2 separate regions of the Sus scrofa genome follow, and region 1 is linked to region 2. The links are chromatin contacts, called in public promoter capture Hi-C maps. All regions are on one chromosome and are shown on one strand. Each heading gives the region's core, a stretch centred on a gene start, on an enhancer-like site or on the middle of the called end of the contact. The rest is flanking DNA. Distances are from core to core; before and after follow the strand shown.

The links. Promoter capture Hi-C pulls out the DNA fragments that hold promoters and counts their contacts.
Region 1: a contact with region 2 is called in a promoter capture Hi-C map of liver, with 2.5 times the contacts expected there. The contact joins the promoter of CLPX here to the promoter of PDCD7 in region 2. A contact is called at or near these places in 2 of 5 promoter capture datasets (fetal liver and liver), 9 of 47 Hi-C or Micro-C datasets (alveolar macrophages, blood, embryonic fibroblasts and 2 more) and 1 of 2 datasets of contacts at active chromatin or transcription factors (alveolar macrophages).

What each region holds. Positions count from the first base shown.
Region 1 is chr1:163,219,339-163,224,795 of Sscrofa11.1, forward strand. CLPX (ATP-dependent Clp protease ATP-binding subunit clpX-like, mitochondrial) reads right to left here and starts at 2,729. Exons shown (of 14, transcript XM_021100084.1): 1 at 2,403-2,729. The coding sequence starts at 2,481.
Region 2 is chr1:163,169,728-163,175,450 of Sscrofa11.1, forward strand. PDCD7 (programmed cell death protein 7) reads right to left here and starts at 2,801. Exons shown (of 6, transcript XM_003480441.4): 1 at 1-2,801. The coding sequence starts at 596. It overlaps CLPX (ATP-dependent Clp protease ATP-binding subunit clpX-like, mitochondrial), which reads right to left. Exons shown (of 14, transcript XM_021100084.1): 14 at 4,160-5,723.

The DNA of each region.
Region 1 (5,457 bases), core at 1,479-3,978, 50 kb after region 2:
GATCCTTAACCCACTGAACAAGGCCAGGGATCGAACCCTTGTTCCCATGGATATAGTCGGGTTCCTTACCACTAAGCCACAACCAGAACTCTGCAATCTTTAAATATTTATACTGTCACATAAAAATACTAAATTATACAACAATATTGGATACTGTCTCATATTTTAAGTTTATGTGAGAAATACACATTGCATTGGATACATAGAGCTCATCAGGAAAAGAAAATAAAGCCAGTGTCTAGTACAATCTACCAAATAATCTGGGTTGGGGTTAGGGTAAAGGTACAATATACCAAATAACTTTTCAAACTACCCTATAAAATTTTTAAAGTCTAACATGACAGAAAAACCAGTAGAAATACAGAATAGCAGTATTTTATTCTTAACTCAAGTATAATTTCCAATTACAAGAGTATACTGATGAAATTATTTGTTTAAATTATGTGGCTGAAATACTTTGTTTATAAGAAACTAGCTAATGTTCAACTCTGATTTTTCTTTCACCTCTCTTCCTCTTTCCAGGAATCCTAAAATAAAAATAACCCTCCTGGAGGCTTTTAAGTCCTCAAAGAAAATATCTCTATACTGTTGTAGACTCATGCATACTTTCAGAGTTTCTACCATGGAAAGCAAACATTTTATATAATTAAGCCTTGGGAGAATCTTCAATCCAAGTGAAACCATTTGCTGTTTCACTATCATGTAAAAATACTAAATTCTATAATGATATTGTCATACAGAAATACTAAGTTCTATAATGTCTCATAGTCTAATCTACTCCTTTACAGTGAAAATTATGGTTTGGTATGTCTGAAAACTTCTAGTAAACTTACATTAACTGAAAAACAAATAGGTAATTCTTAAATAAGTCATTAACTTTTGTTGATTTACCTAATGATGGATTTAATTTTTTTTTTGTCTTTTTGTCTTTTTTGTCTTTTGTTGTTGTTGTTGTTGTTGTTGTTGCTGTTTCTTGGGCCGCTCCCACGGCATGGTTTTTTAAAGCAGCTGTTGTTTTGAAAAGAAAAAGAAAGATATAACTGCACACTTCCTATAATTTATAGTGTTCTGGGACAAGTGATGGAAAGAGATAAAGGACTTTGTCAAAGAAGCCATCCCTATCCATAGAGAACATACACATACCTTATACAGGCCCAGAAACAATATCATTGCCTACTTCACTGGATTTAAACTTGAAGGTGAGGACTTGTTCACTGTTCCATATCCATCAACAAAAGAGGGCCTTGGCCCATAGTAGGCCCTCTTCAGATTTGTCAAACAAATGAATTTAAATATATGTCACTTCCACTAAACTCAAATTCCTAGAATAGCGGCATCCACTTGTTCAGGTTTAACAGTCTCTTGGAACTAAATTCCCTCCTTTGGATTTATGTACCATTTTACAAAATGCTCCTGCCCACACATCATTTAATCCCTCTTTGTGAAATAAACGGTCAAAAAACAAACATTTAGTAAATGATAAGGACTTCGCAATTCAGCTAAAAATAGGAAAAGGGAGCATTTTGAAAATCCAGAGATCATAAGCTGATAATCCAGAACAAAATGAATTTGTCTACAAGTTAGTGGTTACAAGACCCAGCAGGACCTAGCCTCGTCTGATATTTATAGACTTGGGGAAGAGAAAAAATGGTTTCTTTTCCGGAAATCTCTTGGCCGGAGTGCCACTCTTTCACATCTCCCGATAAAGAGAAAAGAAAGGTAAACAAGAATCACCCTTAAAAACTACTTGGCACCGTCAAGTTCAGAAAATCCGCAAACAACTGCTGAGACACCTAAGTAGTTCAAAAACAATTTCTGCGGAATTTCCATCTCCTCGGGCTCTTTCCTGTGGGCCTTGAAAAGTACGGCGAGTCCCGTTTACGTCCCGGTGTGCGGGGCCACACAGCAACTGTGACACTGCCAGCCTCGCGCTGCCTGCGTCCCAGACCGCCGGCTCGGCCCCCCGCGGCAGCCCCTCACCTGAGCCCTTCCCGCAGTCCCCAACAGGCCCAAGGGGCACCCGGCCGGGCTCCGGAAGGGGAGCCGCAGCCAGGGCAAGCGGCAGTACCTGGCGGAGCTTTAAGTGGGGTCTGGGACACTTCAACGAACCGAGTATTTTGTGCCTGTAGCTCAGAGTTTCTGCGAAGTAGGCACATTCTGGCCCCAGTGTCAGAAGGCCTGAAAGCGGCCGTGAGGGGGAGCACAAGGGGCTCGCTTCAAAAGTAAGAAACAGCTGCTTCAGAGGTTGGCAGAGCCCCATCACACGGAAAGTGAGGGGTGCCAGGAGAAGGGCCGCGCACCCCCTCACACCCTCGGGATGGGATAGGCAAGCCTCCTGCCCTCCACCGGATCCTCACCGCCGGCGACTAGGCAAAGGGCTCGGGTCAGGACTACTTCGTTACCTCTTTGCGCGGAGGCGAGCGACGAGGTGATGAGCCGCGCGGCGGAGGCGCCGCAAGTACAAGCGCCACAGCCCGACATCTCCGCGCGGCTTAGGCCGGGGCTTCGCCCCTACTGCCCTCCGGCTCTCAGCGGTCGATGGCTACTCTCAAGGTTCGCTGGCTTGGCTCCGGAACCTCCTGCCGGCTCTAGGCCCAGTGCAGAGTCCACCCGCCTGAAAACAGGGCCTTCGCGCTCTTCATAACCCACTGCCTTCTACTCAATAGACACCTCGCCCCCCCCACAACTTCCCCCTCCTCCTCCCCCGGCCCCCCTCCCCGCCCCGCCTACGGGGTCCGAGGAGCGTGCGCGCGCCTGCGCCCTGGGCCTAGGGAGGGGGCGTGGGCACGCGTGTGCGTGCGTGAGACGCTGAGGTAGGGCGAGGGGAAGGGGGCGGTGACCTCAGCGCCAATGAGCGCGCTCCAGGAGACGTCCCACCCCAAGCAGGGAACTACAAGTCCCGGCACACAATTCTCTTTATCCTAGCGTTGAAAAGTTTGCGCTAGAAGCAGAGAAATGCATGCCGGGAGTAGTAGTCCCAACTCCTAGCAATAAACTGGTCATTTTCGACTGGTGGCTGGGTACGTCCAAGTGAGACCCGTGGCTTAGCCAGCCCCAGGAGGAGTTTTGAAAGCCGCCATTTCAGTAAGAGTCAATAAGTTCCTTACCCATCCACATCCTATGTTCCTTATCTTTTCCTTATCTTTAGATTACTCATTTGTAACATGGAAGTGGAGGTGTTTTTTACCAAGTTCCCAACTGTTGGAAGACCATTCTCTTCCCTTGTTTTTTTCAGGCCTAGTGGTGATAACTCTTCCAGCTGTTCTAGTCCCTGGGTGCTTTACACGCCTTTGTCAGTTCACTTAAACCTGACCACACCCTGGTAAAAACTGTTCTTTAATCTCTCTTCTGTTACCCTTGTTTGCATGCCTGGTTCCTCGCTGGATCTGTAAAGGAGATCAACCAGCTAGCTGACAAGGTGCAGGATGGTGACAAATGAATCAAACTCTCTTCTCATCTCGGTTGGCAACAGACTATTTACTCTGTATATAAAATTCTGATCAACTCGGAAGCCCAGAGAAATTGCTGAATGAGCTTGGAGACTTTTAGTTCTGAGCGGGTACAAGGCGGGCAGGGAAGGAGGGGCCCGGGAGAACGCAAGCCAACGTCAAGTTATTTAGCCTTTATCAATCTTGGATCAGAGAAATGTGGCTTCTAGTTCCCTGGGTCTGGCCATGAAAAGGGGTACTGGCCTTGGCTCCAGGCCACACATGTGTGTTTTTGTCTCTCCTGGAGCTGATTCCTGGTAACTTCCTCACCTTAAAGGGGCAGGGACCAAAAGAGAGCCCAGGTCTTACCTGCCATCATTAATAGAATTTTGAAGAAGAGAGACTCTGAAGTTCCTCCGGGAGTTACCGCTATGGCACAAGGGGATCGGCAGCGTCTCCAGAGCGCTGGGACACAGGTTCAATCCCCCGCCAGGCACAGACAGTGGGTTAAGGATCTGGTGTTGGCTCAGCTGCGGTGTAGGTGGCAGCATGGTTCTGATCCCTGGCCAGATTAAGGCAGAATAATAACTCAGGTAGTCAGTGTAGGAGCATGGGCCTCAATGCCTTCTTTGATATGGCTGTTGATTAACATTGTGGCTTAAGAGGTCCAGGGAGTAACCTCCCCACACGCCTTGTTTACTATAGGGAATGTACCTACACACCCAGGTAAACTGTGACTCAGTTTACGGGACAAAAAGGGCAAAGAAACAATGAGACTTACAGGAAATTTACACCCCTACAACCTCTACTGGACAAGGACTGATATAGGTAACTGGGCAAGGCCAATGGGAAAAAAAAAACATCTTTCTGGACCCCGTGTTGGTATCCCCCCATCTTTAAGGGATTAAAAACCCCTATAAGACAATAGAGAACAGGGGCTCTTCTCCCCCCTCCCGGCAGCACTGGGAACTATTTGCTTTCCTGTAATAAAGACTTTGCTTGCTTGCTGCCTGTGTGTTTGCAGAGTTCACTCATCAGCTGCGTGAACAAGAACCCCGATTCCGGTAACATCTTTTTGACATCAAAGGGACGGCCAAAAAGAAAAAAAAAGTTCCTCCAATTCAGTTTTCAAACTGTATTCTTAGAATCCCTCAGAAGCCATAGATAGCTCTTTGGTGGGATGAGGTAACTAAGAGGGTGGACCTCCCCTGCCTCCTTCTCCATGCCACCCCAACGTCAATCAGAGCTCAGAACAGCTCTGCTTTTTTTTTTTTTTCTGAACTTTTAGGGCCACACCTGTGGCATATGGAAGTTCCCAGGATGGGGGTCGAATCTGAGCTGCAGCTGCCAGCCTACACCAGAGCCAGAGCAATGCCAGATCCTTAACCCACTGGAGCAGGGCCAGGGATCGAACCTGCATCCTCACAGATTATAGTCACATTCATTGCCGCTGAGCCATAGTGGGAACTCCAGAGCAGCTTTACTTTTATCTGTTTCATTTATCATATTTTGTTTGAAAATATAGTTGTTCTGTTTTAAAATAATGTTTGAAAAGAACTGATTCTAGGAAAACCTAGCAATAAGCTTAGAGGGTCTCATCGACTCTTAACACCCAATTTAAATTCCTTTCATTCCAATTATATACACATTTTCTATTTCAGTTATATACACATTTTCTTATTTATTGTAGAAATAAACTGTTTGCTAAAATCTACCGATTGCTATAAAGCAAGCTAAATAAAAGCATAGTTAAGGCTCCTCTGGGGGCACTCCATGAATCCTTTGTTTCTCTGAATATCCTAAGAACTTGACTTATTCATTCAGTCAACAAAATTTAGTAAGCACCAATTACATGCCAGGCACTGAGGAAACCACATGAGCCAAAAATGTTAAAAAGAAGTTTCTCTCATGGAGCTTCCATTTTAGTGGGGAAGATAAGGCAGTAGGTAAGAAAAACAAATATATGTGCCACTGGTGTGATGACATAGGAATACATTATACTGTTCTGTAATATATCCTTATATCATTC
Region 2 (5,723 bases), core at 1,551-4,050:
CGCGTGGGCACCGGACAGCCAGCCCGCCGCGGGGTCCCGAACACCGCCTCTAGCCACTGCCGGTCGCGCAGGCGCTGCAGAGCCGCGTCCCCCAGCACGTCGGACGGCGGCGGTGCCTCAGGCCAGCGCGGGCTCCAGGGCGGCCCCGGGCCTGGAGGCGGCGGCCGCGGGCGTTCACCCGCGTCGGTCCCCAGGAAGGGCCGGCACTGGGGCGGCGGCGGAGGCAGCGGTGGTGGCGGCACCGGGTAGAAGGCGCCGCCGCCACTGCTGCCGCGAGAGGTTTCCCCGGAGGCCCGGGGCTGCAGAGCCAGCGGGGGCTGGAGGAAGGGGGCGGAGGCCCCCGGAAAGGGACCGGGCCGCTGGGGAAGAGGCGGCGGGAAAGCCGGGGAGGGTAGCGGGGGTGGTGGACAGCCGAAAGGAGCGGGAGGCGGCGGCTGCGGGGGCGGCGGGCCCGGGCGACCCGGAGCGAAGAAGGGCGGCAGGGCCATGGCTACCAAGGAGGGACTCTTGAGAAGTGACAGGAATCTGAGTGGTTCCGCAAGAAAGTGTCTTCCGGGAGGAAGTGACGTAGTACCTCGCGCGACACCAGTAATCATGCAAGCAAATACGGAAGCTCAGCGGTGAATGTAACGGCTGTCAAAGAGGAAAAGAGGGTAAGAGGAGCTTATAGGAGAATTTGATTTAAAGAGGTTGGGGGAAGGCATTCCTAAGGATTTGAGACCTCATCTGAGGTGTGAAGGGTAAGTATGAGTTCTGTAGCAGAAGTGGACGTAGAGAGGAAGACACAGATGGGAGCAGCATTTACAACAGCCCTGTGGTAGTAGAGTGTAGGAGTAGGTCTGGTGAGGGAGGTGAAAGAATGCCAGTGTGGATGAAGCTCAGATAGCATGAAGGGAGCCTGGTAATTCTGGGAAGTGGGCAAGATCGTAGCGTCCGAGATTTCATATCTTAAGAACGGTGGGAAACTACTAGAGGATTTTAAGCAGAAGGGAAGGCTGTGCCACATGACTAGATTTTTAAAACTAAACTCCTTGAGATAATTTTAAGTTCATACGCAGTTTTAATAAATAGTATTGCAAAATCCTGTGTATTCTTTACCCAGTTTCTCCCAATGGTAGTAGCTTGCAAAACTATATTACAATATCACAACCGGGATGTTGACATTGATGGTGAAGATACAGAACATTTCCATGCTTCCAGGATCCCTCACTTGCCCTTTTATAGTCACATCCACTTCCTTTACTTTATCTCTGGCAACCACTAATCCTCAATTTCTATAACTTGTCCTTTCAAGAATGTTATATAGGGAGTTCTTTTGTGGCTCAGCGGATTAAGGATCCGGAGTTGTCACTGCAGCCTCTTGGGTCGTTGCTGGGGCAGGGATTCGATCCCTAGCCCAGAAACTTCCATGACCTGGGTGGGGCAAGAAAAAAAAAGTTATATAAATGGAATCATACAGTACATAACCTTTTGGAATTTGCTGTTTTCACTCAGCGTAATTCCTTAGAGATACATCCAGGTTCTTGTATCAGTGCTCCTTTTTATTACAATAAAAGTGTGCAAAAGTGTGGATAAAATGAAACTACATTTTGTTTTAATCATTCACATGCTGAAAGATATTTGATTTGTTTCCATCTGGGGGCTATCATGAATGAATCTGCTATAAACAGGTGTATACAGTTTTTTGTGCTAACACAAACCATTTCCCAGGAACAAATGCCCAGAAGTTCAGTTGCTAGTTCATATGCCAGTTACATGTTTATTTTTTGTCATTTTAGGGCCACACCTGCAGCATATGGCTCAGATCTAGTGTTGCTGTGGCATTTGTCCGCAGCTGCAGTTCCAATTCAGCCCCTAGCCTGGGAACTTCCATATGCCATGGGTGTGGCCCTAAAAACCAAAAAAAGAAAAAAGAAAAGAAAGAGCACCTTTTCCAATACTAAATTCCCATGTTTATCCATGAATATTTGAGATCTATTTCTGTACTTAACATTGTTTTCCATTGGTCTGTTCATTCATGCACTGGCATACACTTAAGTATTTAAAGGTTTATAATATTTTTAAAATAGAAGATGCAGGTCCTCTTCATTCTTCAGTGTGTTGGCTAAGTGGAGAGGCTCTGGAATTAGTCTACCTGGGGTTAAACCCTGGCTGCTACTTACTAGTTGTATGACCTTAGGAAAGCTACTTAACCATTCTGGGCTGAAGAAGAGTTGATAGGAGTATCTACCTCATAGAGATGTTGCATTAGATGAACAGAGCAACACAGAGCAAGCCCTGTGAATTTGCATTGTCATTTTGCTTGTTTACCATTTTTTTCCAGATGAACTTTAGAATCCATTTGCCTAGTTTCAATTTTAAAACCTGTTGGCATTTTATTGGAATATTAAATTTATAAATTAACAAAGATAACAGACATCTTTATAATATTGAGTTTTCCAATTGAAGAACAGGGAATACCACTTTTCATCAAGTTTGCAAAAACACCTATCCATCCACTCTTCCACTTAAATTGCTATAATCTTAGTCTAATTCATCATCTTCTAGTCAGTTTATTATAACAGCCCTGAGTGTCCCTGACTACATCCTTGCTCTTCTATAGCCTGTTCACTACACTGCAACCAGAGTGGTCTTTTAAAACATAGTCTGAATATGCTATTTCTCTGTGTGAAACCTTCCATCAGCCTCTCTTCTCAGAATCAAAGCCTGGAAGGGAATTGGAAACAGCAAGATGAACTTGTAACTTATTGTAAAGATGTAGGCTCAAAGGGGTTATGTTTTGCATGCTGATGAGAAGTGATCAGTAAAACGGGAAGAAAATGATGAGGTAGGAGATAAACAGCAAGTGCTGAAGAAATGTCCACAAGTAAACCTCTAGTTATGTTTCCCTCCATTTACCTAAGAGCTTTCCCTTCCCAACAATCTAAAACACACATCTAGTGATACCCATCTCCTGCTTAAAACCCTTTTAATGGCTCCCCCTACTTTCTGCATAAAATTACAACTAACCTGGCATACAAGATGTAATTTTCCTTTTAAATGTATGGAGCACCAAATACATGAAGCACTATGTAGGTGCTGGTTATAGTTACCAAAATAGGCATGGTCTTCACCCTAGTGGGACTTATGGTACAGTTGGTAAGACAAGGAAGAAATAAGCTTGGAAGGTCTTCCATGAAATAGGAAATACTAGGCAGTGTTCAGATGCTGCTGGGAATGTTTCAGTAGACGACCGATAATAGAGATAATAAAAGAACTGAAGGCCTTGAGATACGAGAGGGGATAATGGGATCCCCTCATAATAAAGTAGAATGACTGAGTTTTGATAAAAAAGAACTTTCAGCTATAACTGGAGAGAAAGGTTGGGTGCTGAAGAAGGTAGATTTACAGATTTGATGGTGGGAAGACGAGTTCCATCTTTTGACAGTTTCTCAATGAAAGGCAAAATTTTCAGTTGGATGGAGAGGGGAAAGAATATATTAAATGGTCATCTCAGAGGAGTGACATGAAGTTGTACTTGCCTATTTCTCAACTCCTAAAACTCCCTAGTTGTTTTACATTTCTGAGATTTTGATTTAATTTTCGTTATTCCTTTCTGGCAAACTCCTACCTGTTCTTCCAGATCTTTAGAGACTATCACCTTCTGTGCCACCACACTTGGCACCTATCTGACTTCCATTATTATAATGCATTGATGTTTGTTTTTACCTCCCGTACTAGATTAGTAAGCTTCTTGGAAAGCTTGATCAGTGTTCCTAGTGTGGGACCCATGCAGGATAATTAATATAAACAGATCTTTTTTGTCTGTGGAATCTACAACTAGGAGAATTTTCTAGAGGCATATCAAAGTGTCAAGGATTAATCAGTCACTAGAATAAAGCAGCCCATGATATATGAATCCTTTCCTGAGACTGCGGACTGAAGACCGCAGACTGGTGACCACGGACCTGGCAACTTTTTTTTGAATGCCAACACATGGAGAAATTTTTGCCTGTCATCTTTGGTCACTATCACATCCTTCGTGCAAGTGTGAAGAAAGTTCCCTTTCTCTTTCCCTGCTGCTGCCACAACAAACATATATGAAAAAAACTGATTTAAAAAAAAAAAAAGTAATTTTTTTTTTAATGGCACTGCATTATGAACATACCACCACAATGGCTTTCATTTAATCTTTTTGCTTTATTCAAATGCCAAAACAGGTTTCAAGATACAAATTGTAGTTATACTCAGTTGTTTTTAATTTAAAAACATGACTTATGCTTTTTAACAACTTCCAAAACAGAATGTAAGTTGTTGTGACTAAAATGTCTCCCAGTCCATTTCTGGAGGACTGTCTTTAATATATTCAGTAACTACTCCAATTTTCACTCTACAAAAAGGAAAATGATGAGGCTGTAAGAAAAAAATAATGAACAGTTATAATGTGAAAGAGAACTTTAACCATTACTAGCGCGACCAAGAAGGATACCAGTTTCTGTTCCATACTACAGCAACCAGGCTTAAACATTTTGCAAAAGTGCATTTCTGGTCCTACCTCAGCCTATATAGATATTTCACATCTCTTATTACATCACAGAAAGCCCAACTCTACCAACAAGACTTAGAATTTGCCATTAGCTAAGAAAAGGGGAGGGGGGTGGAAGGTAAAGAAAAATTCAAGAGTTTATAAACCAAAAATTGAAAACAAGTTTTTAAAGGAACTGCTTTAGAAAACTTCCAGTGAGGCTGAACTGAATGAATAGTATAGCAACCTGGATCAACATAGAAGGAAAGAAAAAGTTTAAAAGGTACCCAAATATTTTAATATTCGTGGAATCAAATGAAATCATTTTCATCATTAAGCTCCCTGCATTTCCCCTACTGTTTAATTTTGGTATATAATGAAAGTTAACAACTTATATTTTAGTATGAACACATTTACTTCTGCTGATAGCAAAGCACAGATTTTCTTTTAATGTTCTACGAAGCCAAAGAATTGGACAAGTATCTAGCACCAAAAAACAAAACAAAAAACTAAGTACTTTAGGTAAGTGTACAATATTGGGATATTTTATTTAGTTCAGCACATGGCTGTTATGACTGAGGCTGCATGCTACTTTTAGAATCAGTCGTCTTCTGAAGATATAAGGCAGACTTCAATCTGCTCACTTGTTACTAAAATGGACGCCAAGAGGGCAAATAAATTAGACTACTCAGCAAGAGAATAGCCTTTTCATAGTACCAATTGGGAAGTTAGTGTCATGCATTAGCAGATAAGACTAAGAATAGAGCTAAACAAATCATCAAAATATGGTTCTTCAGGGTACTTTTTCCATGAAATCTTTAACTACCTGGAAACTACCTGTTCCAATTCTTAAGATGATTAAAGTTATAATATTTTCAAGAAACAAATATGGGTAGAGAAGGTTAAACTAAAGAATGGAATCCCAATCTTTAATCTTAAAGAATTTATTTTCCCATTTGTAGAGTAACATTATTGTAAGATCCACAGTTATTGCAATACCTGCATTGCTTAAAAGAACCTCTAAGAATTGTGTTAAAGCATATTTTTTAAAAACTGAACCAAAATAATGTACATTTTATCTCTGAACATTGTGTCATTAAAGTCCACATAATGTCCTCTGTATAAATCAATGTGATGTTACATAATATACATGATCTGATTTTTATCATAAAAGCTTCTGACCATGTATGATATCCAAGATAGATCCAATACTTTTAAT